2 separate regions of the Mus musculus genome follow, and region 2 is linked to region 1. Evidence: chromatin contacts called from public Hi-C data. All regions are on one chromosome and are shown on one strand. The core of a region is the stretch at or near the end of the contact, and the rest is flanking DNA. Distances in the headings are between cores, read along the strand shown.

Evidence for each region. Hi-C and Micro-C count contacts between places; a contact is called where the count stands out from the background.
Region 2: a Hi-C map of the N1E-115 cell line shows a contact between it and region 1, with 4 times the contacts expected there. The contact joins two enhancer-like sites. A contact is called at or near these places in 1 of 15 datasets of contacts at CTCF or cohesin (the NIH/3T3 cell line) and 3 of 484 Hi-C or Micro-C datasets (the N1E-115 cell line, embryonic fibroblasts and liver).

What each region holds. Positions count from the first base shown.
Region 1 is chr14:9,389,596-9,396,836 of GRCm38.p6, forward strand. No RefSeq gene overlaps it. Among named protein-coding and RNA genes, the nearest start is that of Gm41097, 55 kb to the right of the region's middle. Within about 2 kb of position 4,031, at least 25 of the 459 cell types and tissues checked have an H3K27ac peak or open chromatin away from gene starts, as enhancers often do. A contact at or near this core is called in the N1E-115 cell line, where this site is marked.
Region 2 is chr14:9,593,631-9,600,871 of GRCm38.p6, forward strand. All of the region lies in intron 5 of Fhit (fragile histidine triad gene), which reads right to left. Among named protein-coding and RNA genes, the nearest start is that of Gm41096, 68 kb to the left of the region's middle. Within about 2 kb of position 3,976, at least 7 of the 459 cell types and tissues checked have an H3K27ac peak or open chromatin away from gene starts, as enhancers often do. A contact at or near this core is called in the N1E-115 cell line, where this site is marked.

The DNA.
Region 1 (7,241 bases), core at 2,781-5,280:
CTCTGTGAGGCTGACTTTTTCCTTCCTTTTGTTCCCAACTGACTTTTCTGTCATTCTCAGCATGAAAATAGTAACACAGCACAGCAGGCAAGGGCCTGACCTTAAAGGATCTGTCCTTCTTGTCCCTGGTCTTTTTCATTAGTTGAATCCCCTGCTGTCCTGCCAAAGGCCCCAATGCCAATGGCTCTGTAAGCGCGCTCACCTCCACATGGTCACCTCCACATGGTCACCTCCACATGGTCACCTCCACATGGTCACCTCCACATGGTCACCTCCACATGGTCACCTCCACATGCTCACCTCCACATGCTCACCTCCACATGCTCACCTCCACATGCTCACCTCCACATGCTCACCTCCACATGCTCACCTCCACATGGTCACCTCCACATGGTCACCTCCACATGCTCACCTCCACATGCTCACCTCCACATGGTCACCTCCACATGGTCACCTCCACATGGTCACCTCCACATGGTCACCTCCACATGGTCACCGCCCTCACTTTCCCATTTCCTATCACCCCCAAGTTCTTTGGGTCCTACTTTCAACTCGAACTCGGGCTTTGCTTTTCTGTTGAGTTGTGCGTTGGCCCAGCCATCTCGGTCTGTTGTCCCTACCATAGCAAGCAAATCTCTGCACTTCACCAGTTTCAAAATAGATCAATTTACCATCTCACCATTCTCAAGATCTCAAGTCTGAAAATCAGTGTGTCAGCAGGGCCACATTCCTTCTGAACCTGCTATTAATAGATAAAGGAAATGAAACCTACATAGAAAAAAAAAAAAAAGAAAAAAACAACAAACCAGCACTCTCATGTTTAATGTAGTTCTTCTCACAGTGGCTAAGATATGGAATTGCCTTTCTTAGTAGGTAGGTAGGGAATTTTAAATGTACTGACTAATACAGATGGTGGAAGTTTAAGGTAGCAGATGGGATCTTTATAGATAAGATTTGTGACTCTCAATCTTTTCCATTGTCAACTCCTGAGAAGCAGGATCTTGTCTAAAGTAGCAACTCTTATAAGTTGCCTGGCATTGGGAGGTCACTAGTAGGTCCATGGTAGTGCTATGGATGAATTACTACACAAATAATTGAGTCAAAATGATTGTGAGGCTTGAGCAACTCATCAATGCTTGGCTGTCAGAGGAATCCTTTGAGTTTTATGGATTTTGATGATATACGCAGTAGAGACCAGTAATGTTTTAGACAATGTCCCAGAGAAGACTGTGCTGCCCTTCTGAGGACTCCAGGTCAGTTCTCAGCACCCATGGAAGGTGGCTCACAACCATGCGTAACTCCCGCTCCGAGGGATCTGCTACCTCTGGCTTCTGGAGACGCTTCATGAAGACACATAATCACCCACCCACTCCCACCCCTGACTCAACACACATGAATACACATGATTATTAAAGTAAAATAAATATGCATTTTTAAATTGGTAGGCTAAGAAACATGTTAAGGTAGCCTGAATGTTAGAATGAAAAGTAAAGGGTAACTTAGTTGCTTTATTTTGGGAGGGGTGAAGATAAGAATACTCTGACATATATCTTATGGCAGAATACAGTTTCAACATATGTTCACCTCTGGAGGGTGACTCCTCCAAACAGGCAGGGTGTTTCTTTGCTTCTAGTGATGAGTTAATAGTCAATTCTGTGTTAATACCCAGTAGATGGGGGAGAAATGTCTGAAGCAAAGCTAGTCTAAAGTGTCTTGTGTCAGCAGAGGCAGAAATGTGCACTGTCGCCACAGCCCACAGCAACTCTGAGAAGCAGCTGGGAACTGCAGCCACTGGGAGACCCAGAGCTCAGCTCCTGGCCACCCATAATCCCAGAAAGGCCGTCATTTGAAATTGCACTTCAGCTTGTGTTTCTCTTTTTGTTCTACAGTTGTAATGCCTAGTCAGACGAGTCTGAGAAGCACAGTCTGCCAGTTGACTTAGTATCCTGTAAGTCGGGGACTCATTTCAGACTTGCTATCTGCAAAACTCAAGAAAAGCTTCAGGGTGACTTCAGCCAATAGGAGGCCTTTGTTTTCCCCCTACTTTATTAAAAAAAAATATTAGAACATATTTGTTTTTGAGAGATGGTTTGTGTGGTGCGGGCTAGCTTGGAACTTAGCTGAGGGTGATCCTGCCTCTACTGTTATTTGCTGGGATCAAAGACATGAGCCTCCATAGCTAGGTTTATGCAATGCTGTGGATTAAACCTAGCGCTTCAACACAGTAGGCAGGCACTCCACCAACTGACTATCCTTGAAGGGCACCTTTAGCCTTCTGAGTCTGCCACTGCCTAATGGTGCAGTTGGAGGAGCTCCTTTAGGCTCTCTTCCTGCATGCCACGTCAGGGCTCCCGGCAAGCTTGCTTTAGCCCCAGAAGCTCGATATACTTGCTTTTGAGATCCCTGAAGCCGTTAAATGAAATGCCAATAAAATGCTATTTCTCGAGGATTGGGCTATGCCCCACCTATAACCTTAACTAAAAATGGTTCTGGACTATCTGTTCCAGGAAACAGCAACCGTGCCTCTGTTTCAGAAGGTTATTATGACCATCTGCTGTGACGCCTACCTTGTTATGACCCCCTTATTATGACCAACTTGAAATCATGCTTTTGTTTTAGGAGTATGTTATGGCCAACTTGTTATGCTTCTATTCTGCTTCTGTAACCCTGCCAATTTTGCCTGCCAAATCCCCTATTTGGAAATCCCCTACCCCTCAGAGCTAAAAACATCTTACCTTCCTCACATACAGTGTTGATCTCTTGAGCCCTGCCTTAAGAGGGAGACAGCCCAGCTTATGTACATAAATAAGAATCATAATTATAATAATAAAAGCTTGCTTTAATTGTTTGTTTTAAATAATCTGGCCATGATGATTTGAGTCGGTGGTCTTTCTCTTTGAATCGTTGAAAAGAACATGGCCTGCCTCAGTTTCCTTGTCTTTAAAATGACAATTTCACTGGAATCATCCTCATGAGGTTGTTTAGAGAATTACATGAATTATTAATATACAAACGCACATGTGACAGTAGTTAGCACATTGGCCAGAGTCGTAGGGATTTTATTGCTACGATGAAACATCATAACGAAAGAGCAAGTTGAGGAAGATTGGCTTACACGTCCATGTTGCTGTTCATCACTGAGGGACGTCAATGCAGGAACCCAATCAGGACAGGAACCTAAGACAGGAGCTGATGCAAAGGCCATGGGGAGATGCTGCTTACTGGATTGCTTCCCATGACTTATCCAGCCCCCTTTCTTACAAAACGCAGAAGCATCACTGCAGGGATGGCACCGTCTACCATGAGCTGGCCCCTCCCCCACTGATAAATAATTGAGAAAACGCCTTACAGCTGGATCTCATGATGACATTTTCTCAACTGAGGCTCCATCCTCTCTCAGGACTCTTGCTTGGGGCAAGTTGACACATAAAACTAGCCAGTATATCCAGAATCTACATAGGGCTCAGAAGCAGTCTCAAAGGCACAGCTTGCCCTGTGTCCAGAACTTTCTACTGTATGTAAAGCCTTCTGAGTTTGAAAATTGTTTAAAATGAGGCCACCTGAGTTGCTCTGTGCCTTGGAGAGGTGGAACCCCAAAACAGAACAGGCAGCAGGTGTCTTGTTCACTCAGCTCCAATGGCATGATTCCTTGGCTTCCTCTATAGGCTGCAATCCCACAGGCCTGAAACCCTACGGAAAAGAAGGGAGAGGCAGAGGAACTCTGGAGCCCTGTGCTGGTCTGAAACTGCACAGGCCTTGGAACACAGGCTCTGATGCACTCCCAGCCAGGCCAAAGGACAAAGCAAGGAAACCAGTTATCAGAACACCCAGCTGGCTCTCACTGGATGACTTCCTGCTTCTTGAGTTGAAAAGGCTGATGGTGTTCCTAGAGACAAGCAAGAGCCAGTTGTCACAGGAGAAGCAGCATGGCAGTGTGATTCAAGCTGTGACCTTTCAGAGACTCCAACTGTGTCTGGGTTTTCCATTTGCAAGCCCATAGCTAGAAACTCTACCTCCTCAGCAGAAAGTGTCCTCTTCCCAGCAGTTCTCCACTCCGGCCAGCAGATGGTGCAGTTTCCCCTGCGTTCCAGACAGTGTCTTGCTTTAAATCTGAAAGACAAATTGCCTATTTTGCTGGTAATATAAAAAGTAGAGGTCAAAATATCTTAGAGACGACAAGTTGAAAGATCTTTAAAACCTTTGCTTTTGTAGACACTAGATGAAATATGTGTTGTGATTTACAAAACTTTTATCTTATTATCTCAGCCCTCCCCCCAAAAAAGAAAAAGATCAAAATTGATTTTAACTTCCTTTTGGAAAAGGGCTTCAGCTGAGTCCTCCCTCTGTGTTTGACTGGCAGACTTTAAATTGAATTATTCGACTCTCTACTGTTGTATTGTATTACTAGTGTTTTAATGATATTGATAATGAGAAACAATAGAGTTTTACAGGCACTATCATGCTTTAGCCCCACAACACAAACTAGATGCCAGAATACACACTGATTGTATAGCCAAACCCTGAGGCTAAATCAGCACGCACATGCTTAGTGTGTCAGGGCAAGAGCTACTAAGAGTTAGTTTAATGAAAAGGTCGTTATCTTAAGTAAAAGCATGGTTGCCATCCCATTTAACTGTTAATTCTGCTATTTTCCCATGCCCTGGTTAGCTAAACTTAACACAAGACAGATTGTACACTAAATTACCAACAATGGCAGCTACAACGCTGGCAGCACTTACTCTGCATTGGGTGCTATGATGAAAGAAGCTTTAAAATCCCACAACAGGGCGCCATGGGGATGGCTCTGTAGTCAAAGCCCTTGCTCTGCAAGTGTGAAGATGCAGGTTCAGATCCCCAGAACCTATGCAGATGCCAGTTGAGTATGGCAATCTGCCTGGAAGGCAGGGTTTCCCAGCACAAGCTGGCTAAGGAGACCAACCATATAGGAAAGCTCTGGGTCTGACTGAGAGATGCTGCCTCAAGGTATGGTAGAGAGTATCTACCTCAGTCCTCAGGCCAACCCCCACCACACACACACACACACACACACACACACACACACACACACACACACACAAATGGAAAACCAGATTTGGTTACTTAAAATCCACAGCAGTGTTGGTGGGTAGGAACTGCCTAACAGTCATGTCACTGGTAAGAGAAATGAGGCCCAGTGAGGCTTAGTAATGTCACTTGCTAATTCCAGCACTCATATCTGCCACTTTCCTATTAGTGGCCTCCTGTCTTTCCTGTCATGGTTGCCTGACTGAATTTGCCTCTGTGTATTTCTTGGTTTCATGGTGGCATCTTCTTTAGCCTGAGATTTTCGCCTGGTAGGGCATTTTCTGGGTGGTCTGTTCTCTGTCTCTCTGCCTTTAAATGGGTTTTGCCTCTGAGCTTATGCCCACGCTGCCACTGAACAGTCCCAGTTGGTTAGTCTCCAGATTGATGCTACTAACAGACTTAATATCCCAAGATCACCTCATATTTCCACAGTATTAGAGACATCGACTATTTGGTGGTACAAATGGGCATGCAAGATGATTGTCTCAGTAGAGTGACCTCCTGTCTTTTTTTTTTTTTTTTTTTTTTTTTTTTGAGCATGTCTCTGCTCTGTCTCAGAAGCAAAGGAAACCGTGTTTCTCTCTCCAGTCAGGCAGAGACCTCTGAAGCTTCAGCTTCTACTTCAGCAAGGAGCTTCTTCAGGTCCTTACTCCCACCTATGCAGCTTCATTTCTGTTTGCAGACAGGACTTTGGGCTTCTGTTTGGAGGAGATCAGTACAACTTTGCAAATGGTGTTAAACTTCATTTAAATGAGTGGGTTTCCGTTGCTTGTTGTAGTTGTTATTTCTGGGTTTTTTGTTTGTTTGTTTGCTTGTTTGTGTTTGTTGTTTAAAATTTAAGACCTGGTCTCCTGTAAGCCAGGCTACCCTGACCTCATTATGTCAGAGAATGACCTGGAACTCCTGGTCTGCCTGCCTCCCCCTTCCGAATAGCAGGATAACAGACATGCACCGTATTCCTGGTTTATTTGCTACTGGACATGGAATCTGGGGCCTCTGCCATTCTGCCAACTGAGTTAAGCACCCTGCTCTGAATCTTTGGATGTTGAAAGTCTCTCTTTCTATATACAATGAATCATCTGTCATGTGGGCTTATTTTGAAACCTCATGGACATTTCTATCTCATGAAGTCTGATATTGCTGAACAAACAATTGGTAGCTTTGTCAGAAATCCTGCTGCCTCTGAAACTGAGGCCCTTGTCCTCATCTCCATTGCCCTCAATCCTCACCAGTGGTCTGCACTACATACACTTCCTAAAAGTTGCAAAACCTGACTAAAGTAGGCCAGTCCTTCCATCCTTCTGTCTGGATAAGGAAACTTAGTGCTGAGGATCAATTCTGTTGGTGGGCCACTCTCATGTTTTGGATTTGTCTTCATGATAGGGAGTAATTCTCAATATCTAACATCATTCTGGAGAGTGGCAATATCCAGACTGTGTCCTGGAGCAAAGAGATAATGTGGCAGGCAAGTCCGCTTTCTGCTCAGTTAGCTCAGAATGCACCCTATTGCATGTTCCCAAGGTTGTACCACATGCCTGTAGCATATAGCTTTTGCTACCCTGCCTATGGTCTGGGAACAGGCCACACTACCAGGCTCCTTTGCAGAGAATATTGAATCTATGGATGAAAAACACACACATTGCCCAATTTCAACTTGCCTTCTTGGCTCAACTGCTGGGTGCCTCCAGTCTACCATGGCTAGCATGTCCTTCCCAATACTTTTAGCTCATCACCTCTTAACCTGCTCTAGCTTCAGTTGTTCAGCCACCTTCACTCCCAGGTCATCACCCCAACTTTCCACCTGGAGAACTGGTCTATGGCTGCTCCATCCAAGATCTCACATGGCTGATTGGCTTTTCTCCCTCTGAAGCATGATGAAAACACCTTCTCTCTCTCTCTCTCTCTCTCTCTCTCTCTCTCTCTCTCTCTCTCTCTCTCCCTCCCTCCCTCCCTCTCTTGAAATCTGCTAGCCTGCCTGAGGGGACCCAGAATTCTTGCTTATTCCACCCAGCTCATTGGCCGCTAGCATATTTATTGATGGATAAAGAACCAATTGGGGCAACAGGACCTTAGCATCATAACCATCTCTACATCTCATCTTTTCTGTCCAATTAAAAAAAAAACAGAAAACAAACAACCAAACCTCTTCTCCCAGACATAAATGGGACAAAACCATA
Region 2 (7,241 bases), core at 2,726-5,225, 200 kb after region 1:
AAAGGTTAATGTTAAGATAAGGATGTCTTCCTCAGTCATTCTGACCTCATCCTATTTTAAATTTTTTTCTAAACATGGAGTTGTAGGCTAGACTAGATGATAGTCATCACCACTGTTTTCACACTCTGCCCTGCCCTAGGGTTATAGCCACTTATGTCGGGATCTCAACTTTTTGCTGGGTCTTAGGATCTGAACTCAGGTCCTTTTGTTTGCATGCAAACACTTTACTTGCTAAGCCATCTCCCTAGACCCATTTTTAATTAGTATATATAATTACTTAGTGTAAGCTGCCAGGCCAGACTTTCTGAGCATTAGTCTAATTAACTTAAGCTTGATAATTATGTTTCAGATCCATAGCAGTACACACGGATTCTGAAGATGTTGAGCCAGCTTATCTGATTCCAATAACATGGTTTCTCAAACATGGTTAGAAAGTTAGAAGGAAAAAAAAAGTCCATTGGATAAATATTATGGTTTTAAAATTGGTCAAGTAAAATCATCTGGCTACTTTAAATAGCTTCTCAAATGAATTAGACTGGAATAGCTTTGTGTATTCTCGTGGTTGAATGCAGAGCCTTCTATACTGAGATAATATCTTTTCTCTGCCCTTTCTATTTCCCTTTGTTTCATGAAAAATGAGAGAAAAGGAGAAACAGAAGAAATACAGGGAAACTTCAGGAATTGTGAGAAAGGTCAGTTTTCTGGCTCTGAGAGAGGAATGTTAAATTTTCACACTTATGTAAGGCTCAGATTGTCTCATCTAATGATCCTAACAATCCTCAGTGGTCCATATGTGCTTGAGGGTTGGTTCATTTGTGTCTGTCCAAGGCATGCTGAAATCCAGCCTCCCAATACTTGAGATTATAACTTCCTCTGAAAATAAGGATTTTACAGGAAGCCACATTATATTAGAGGTATCAGCCTTAATTCAGTATGACTGGTATCCTTCTACAAGAGAAAACATTGGACAGAGACAACCATGAATACCAGAGGATATCATATGAAGGGAACTCAGAGTAGAGGGCAATGAATTCACCAATGGAGGTATATCAAGTTGCCAATGGACTGTGTGGCAGATGAGGGGCATAGATCTCATTTTTCCCACCCAGCCCAGGAGGAGCTAACATCGCTGACATCTTGACCACAGACTTCTAGCTTCTAGAGCTGGGAGGCAATACATTTATTTTGTGTCTTAGCCAGTGCCAATGTATGGTTAGTTATAGCAACAGTGTCTTACTCTTCTCCCCATTTCATAGCAGCCAGGGCACAGAAAAGCCAGAGGATGTGTCCAAGGTCACAAGGCTATCATGTGGCAGGACCAGAGTCCACAGTTAGGACTGACACTGGAGCTCATGCCTATAGTCACTGCCACAGTTCTTGTTGATACAGGATCCTGAGAAAATCCTATCTCAGAAGTGGATAAAATAGTATGTTCCTTCTAATGTCCCACAGTTTAAGGAAAATGGAAGTGGTTCCTCTTTTCATGTGTGCATCCAGAGCCATTGATTTCAAACAAGAGTGACTGCTGGGAACACCTGCTTCCTACATCTTAAGGGAATTTACCTTTTCTCAGAGTGAGAGTAGCAATGTTATCATGTTTTCATCCCATCTCTAAAAAGAGAGTAAGAGGCCAAATATTATCTGCCAATTATGAAAGCCATCGGGGGAAATTACAAATAACAATATAATGAGTAGAAAAATGAACAAGTGGGCAGAAAACAGATGTCATGGTATGGGGGGGGGGAGACAACAAATAGATCTACTCCACATAGACTGTAGATGCTGAAGGGAAATTATTATTGAGAAGAAATAAACCCTTGGTCCAGGAGTGAAATCAGCAGAACAAGAAGAAAGAAATGAATAAAGTTACACAAACATGGAAACATAGGGAACTATAACCCCATCAAGGGAGGCATCTTATCCACGGTAAACTACATCTGAGCATATTTAAGGATAAACATCATTCTAATGAGAGTCCTGTGAAATAGAATATTGCCTGGCCTTATGTGTGTGTGTGTGTGTGTGTTTATGTGTATGTATATCTCTGGACCTGTGTGTGTGTGTGTGTGTGTGTGTGTGTGTGTGTGTGTGTGTGTGTGTGTGTGTGTGCGCGCACACACATGTGGGTGTAGGCCTGAGGACTATGTTGGCTATCTTTCTCCATCAGTCTCCATCTTATTTATTTGAGTCAAGATCTCTTGCTGAATCTGAGCTCACATTTTTTGTTTTTGTTTCCAGCTAGTCTGGCATCCAGCAATCCTCAATAATCCTCCTGCCTCCATCCTCCACAGTGATAGCATTATAAGCCCATGTTGGAACATGCCTGGTTTGTTATATGGGTTCTGGCATCCAAATCCCAGTCCTCACTGGAACTTGGTAGCACTCATTTCCAGTGTCTGTGGGTACCACAGCAGCAGAGTGATTGTGACAGAAACTGAACAGACCCTCAAGCAGTTACCGTTTGGCCTGTTGCAATCAAAAGCATTGGGTCCAGATGGGACTTTTTGTCTTAGAATCACATCTGTAATCCTTTACTTACCTGTATTAAAGGATGACAAAGCAACTCACCTGTCTGTGTCTCAGTGCCTGTATCTAAAAATGGGATAAGAGGACCTGTCTTACACAGTGTGATAAAGGTTATGTGAGGGGTAATCCTTGTGGAATTCCTTAAGAATTGCCATATACATGGGAGCGTCTCCCTATTCATTGGCTACTCTTATGCTACGGCAAGTGTGTAGTTACAAGAGCTATCCATACACATTTCACTGTTTTCTTACGTCCTGACTTACTGCAGGAGACCAGAAGCCCCAGAACTGTGACACTCTTCCTGTTCCAGGGACTAAATTGGGCATAGATTCTATCCCACTGCTGAGATTCAGTAAATACTTGTTAAAAGAATGAACAAGCAGAAAGTCATTTTCCAGAGGCTACAACACTAGAGAGAGGACTTCAGTTTAGTCTAGTCCCCAAGTTCGTGACATTTTCTGTCTATAGACCTACAGTATGGCCTCACCTGAGAGCTTGTTAGAAATGCTGCCCCTAGCCCTACACCAGATCTACTGGGGTGAGACAATTACTTAACACCATCTCCAAGAGGTTCCCAGGCATGTTTAAGCTTAAGCAGTGCTAATCCAGGGTAACACTGCAACACCTAGCTGCTGACTCATTTACCACGTCCCACTGCCCCTTCTGTGTGCCCTGTGTCTGATTGCGTAGCTGGTTATTTCCATCCACCAGGAGAAGAGTCTACAGCAAATATCATGTGCTGAGTTCTTACCAAATTCAACCCTATATGGAAACCTGCCTCATATTTCACCCACCTCTAGGGATCAGGCCATAGGCTCCTGCCAATGCAGAATATCTGCTCATCAATAACTTCCCTCTTGGTGCCTCCCCACCCCCATGAGCTGGTTTTACTGTATCTTATACCCAATGAAATTTACAGTTCTACATCATAACATAATTTAATACCTCTGGAAACTTCTAATTTGATTATACAAATGAGAGCCAACTATGTCCTAATATTACAAAGCAATTAAAATTCTCCCCACACTCACACTGGTTTCCTATCTCTTCTTTTTTTTTTCCTTCTTTTTTTCTTTTTAAATGTTACCTGGCTTAAAGATCCTTCCATTCTTGACTGCTTTCTTAGAAATTATCCCTTATGTGGCACTTCAGGAAGATGACAGTGTTTAAAATTAGAACAAAAGCTCACAATGGTTTCCCATTTGTCACAGCCAGAAGCTTCAAATTGTGGTCATCAGATGAACACGTTAAATTGGAGAAAGACTGATTAGCATAATTCTTAAAGGTCTGAACTCTAAACTCACAGATGGCCTCTGAAGAGGATTGATGGTCCATAAAGGAGATTAGGGTAAATCTAATTAGTTGGGGGGCGTCTCATTTTTCAAGTCAAGTGGTGAGCAATGGGAAGAAGTGATGGATGGACAGATGGATATAATGAAGCCCCATTACAGTCTCTTTGATTCTCTCTCCATGATGGAATACATTAGCCTGTTAATGTTTCCGTGGGCTAACACAGCCCAAGTTTGGCGCTGTGACCTCAAAAATTAATTTGAATTGCCTTCCCATGTCCTCAGGACTTAAGTGAGCATGAAAATCCTGCCGGTCTGCTGAGGAGGCACCCTGATGGGAAGGCTGGCATTCTTTCTTGAGGCAGAGTCCCAGGGCTTTTCTGTTACCATGTATAACGTGTAAATCTCCCATGGAAAGTGCTAGGCTTTGCACATGCCTCTTCCTGCCACATGCTGAGATTGACCCCTGGTGTTCTTTTCACTCTGGTGAGGGCTACATATCAATAATTGCTTAGGGGACTGTGCATACAGTGTTAGGAAGAGAAGTAGTGATAGAGGTAGGCATATGTGGCAGTTCACTTCTCTGTAGCTGATGGGATCTTCTGTCCCAGAGAACATAATGTTAGAGTGATATACACCAAGGAAAAACCAAGAAAGATGGTGGGACCCCATGAGATTATCTAGGGAAGTTATCTCTCCCCTAGATAATCTGAGCTATCTGCTAAATGGTTTCCTTGCTTCCCTTTTTGAATACTCTAGCATCATCATTTGAAAAGTCTAAGTCAGGACTAAGGAGACCTCAATGGGTAAAACACTCGTCATGAAAGCATAAGGACCGAGATTTGGATCCCTAGAATCTATAAAAAGCTAGGAGCAATGGTGCATCTGTATTTCCAGTGTTCCTACCATGAAATAGAGGCGAAGACAGGTAAGCGGGATGTCTATGGACCAACTAGCCTGTGCAATAGCAAAACACAAGACCCTGGATCAAACAAGGTGGCACGTGCGGGTTGAGGTTTTTCTGACCTTCAAATATACCTCTCTCTCTCTCTCTCTCTCTCTCTCTCTCTCTCTCTCTCTCTCTCTCACAAACACACACACACACAGAGACACAAAGAGAGAGGCAGAGAGACAGAGAGACCTACAGACAGACAGAGGCAGACAGAGGCAGACAGACAGAGATAGAGACCAAGAGGCAGAGAGAGACAGAGGCAGAGATATAGAGAGACAGAGACAAAACAACAAACACAGAGAAGGAGACAGGGACAGAGAGATAGAGACAGAGAGAAGTTTACATCAGTTCATTTGACTTTTCTCTCCATTAGGAATAATCAAAACCAACATTTACATATGGTGTGCTATGTGCTCAGCAGTGGTCTAAGCATATTGCAAACATTATTACCTTTAATCTTCATTTAACCTGCAAGGGTTACCTGACTAGTAATCAGCAAATTTTTAGATGAACTCAGGCATCCAGCTTCAGAATACAGTTTCTAATACTATATAGTTCCTATTCTGGGTTCATTCCATGCCCTTCTATACACATGGGATAAACTGAAACTCACCACATAGTGCTTCAATCCTTCCCTAACTCACTGAAGTCTAACCACATTCTCTGAGTTCTTGATGTGTGCTCTACTCCAGGCCCTTTGCCTTTGTAGCAGCATGTTCGTGTGCTTTCTCCTCCTCCACTCATCCAGGAAGTGACAGAGCATCCCATACTTGATTCTCAGCTCTCTTACATTCTCCTCACCCCTTTTCCCACCTAGAAGCTCCCTCTCAAGGCCAGAGCTTGAAGTGTTGCTTCCACAGCCCTGAAATTTAGGTTTCTAGTCTTGTCTTGCCTACTGAGTTGCTGTCATGTTTAGTCCGTGGCCTATGGCATCATGCCTCCTCCATGTATAGTAGACAACTCATTTACTATGCCCCACAAGGAACACTTGAGTCTGGCCTGCCTCACTTCAGCCGTTCAGTAACAGGCATTGCAAGCTATTTACATTTTTCTTCCCACTTTAGTAAAGGACACTGATAAACACTATTTTCTCCTATAAAAGGCTAGATAGGTATTATCTTATGCCCTTGGATACAAGTATTTATCCATTGTATTAAGAAAATAGTTTGTAAGCCTAGCTATATTTCAATAAGACTTATATCTCCAAATAAGATCAGGTACAACCTGGCATCTAAGTTGTTAGTGAATGGCCTTCTGCCAGGGTCTTCCTGTGTAGACAGTCCTTACTACACAAAGGTGTAAATTTTTATGTGAATCATAAGAAAAGATAGCCTTATTAAATGTCTTGAACTCGCTCTAGAAGTCTTCTACCTGGAAGAGCAGATCCCTAACTCTAACTGGTCCTTTGTTTTCATCTTTCCTACAGATCACCTTGCTTTTGTAAGACAACAGGTAGTAACTTTGGGCCGGATATACAAAACCAGAGAAAATTAATTCCAAATATGGAACATACGTACTAGATCTCAGATCTTTACTACAACTGTAGCACAATACTGTTGAGCAGACGGCAGTGACCAGAGGAAGTGATAGCTAGCTTGCCATCGTCATGACTTCAGCCACACCCAGGTGTGCAGAGCCCCGTGAAACTTTTGTTGTTAGCTCCTTCCTTAGCCTGCACATGCACATGTGTAGAACAGAAGAGACTATCATGGTGTACCAGTCCAGCCAGAGCTGGCCTGTCACTTTGGAAATAGTCACTGGAATGAGAAGAGTAAAGGCTTTGAGGGAGCATGGAAAGATCTTCTAGAAAGGTACCAAGAACCGGGTTCCAGGAAGCTTCAGCCACAAGACTTGAGACCTTCGAACATAGGCACCTTGCCAGGGTTTTCTCTGTGAGCTGCCTTTTTGTTGTTTGCCTGCTTTCCAAGGCACCTTCAATCAGACAATTGTGCTGAGATGGTTTATCCTGTGAACTAAGTCAGCTCAATGACATTAGCATAAATAAGTCTTTAGTTATGTGAAGCAGGCATTGAGGGTGTGCATGGCTTGCCTTTGTGAATACACCATCCATTCAAAACACCAATTTCTTCTGAATACAAACTAAGCTAGACTCCCCAAATAGGTGGTACTCATTAATACAGAGCAACAAAAGGTCTGAAACATGCAGATCCAACTGTACTGGATTAACCTTGTTTCCATATTAAGAAGTCCTCATGTCAGCATTTCTCCCAGGGCCTCCCTCTGCCTCCCCCATTTCAGCAAGACCTTAAGTGGCCAGTAGCTCTTGCCACTGCATACTTGGCAAACAGAAAACCGAGTAACACTAAGTTCCCAGAACTCAGCACTATTCAGTAAACATGGTCTAAATGGTGGTAAGGGAACTTCCATCTCATGTGAGAAGAAGGATCCTGACATGTGCAGCCACAGGGACATATAAGTAGCCAACATCTCTGTGGTAGGAGGAGCAGAAGAAA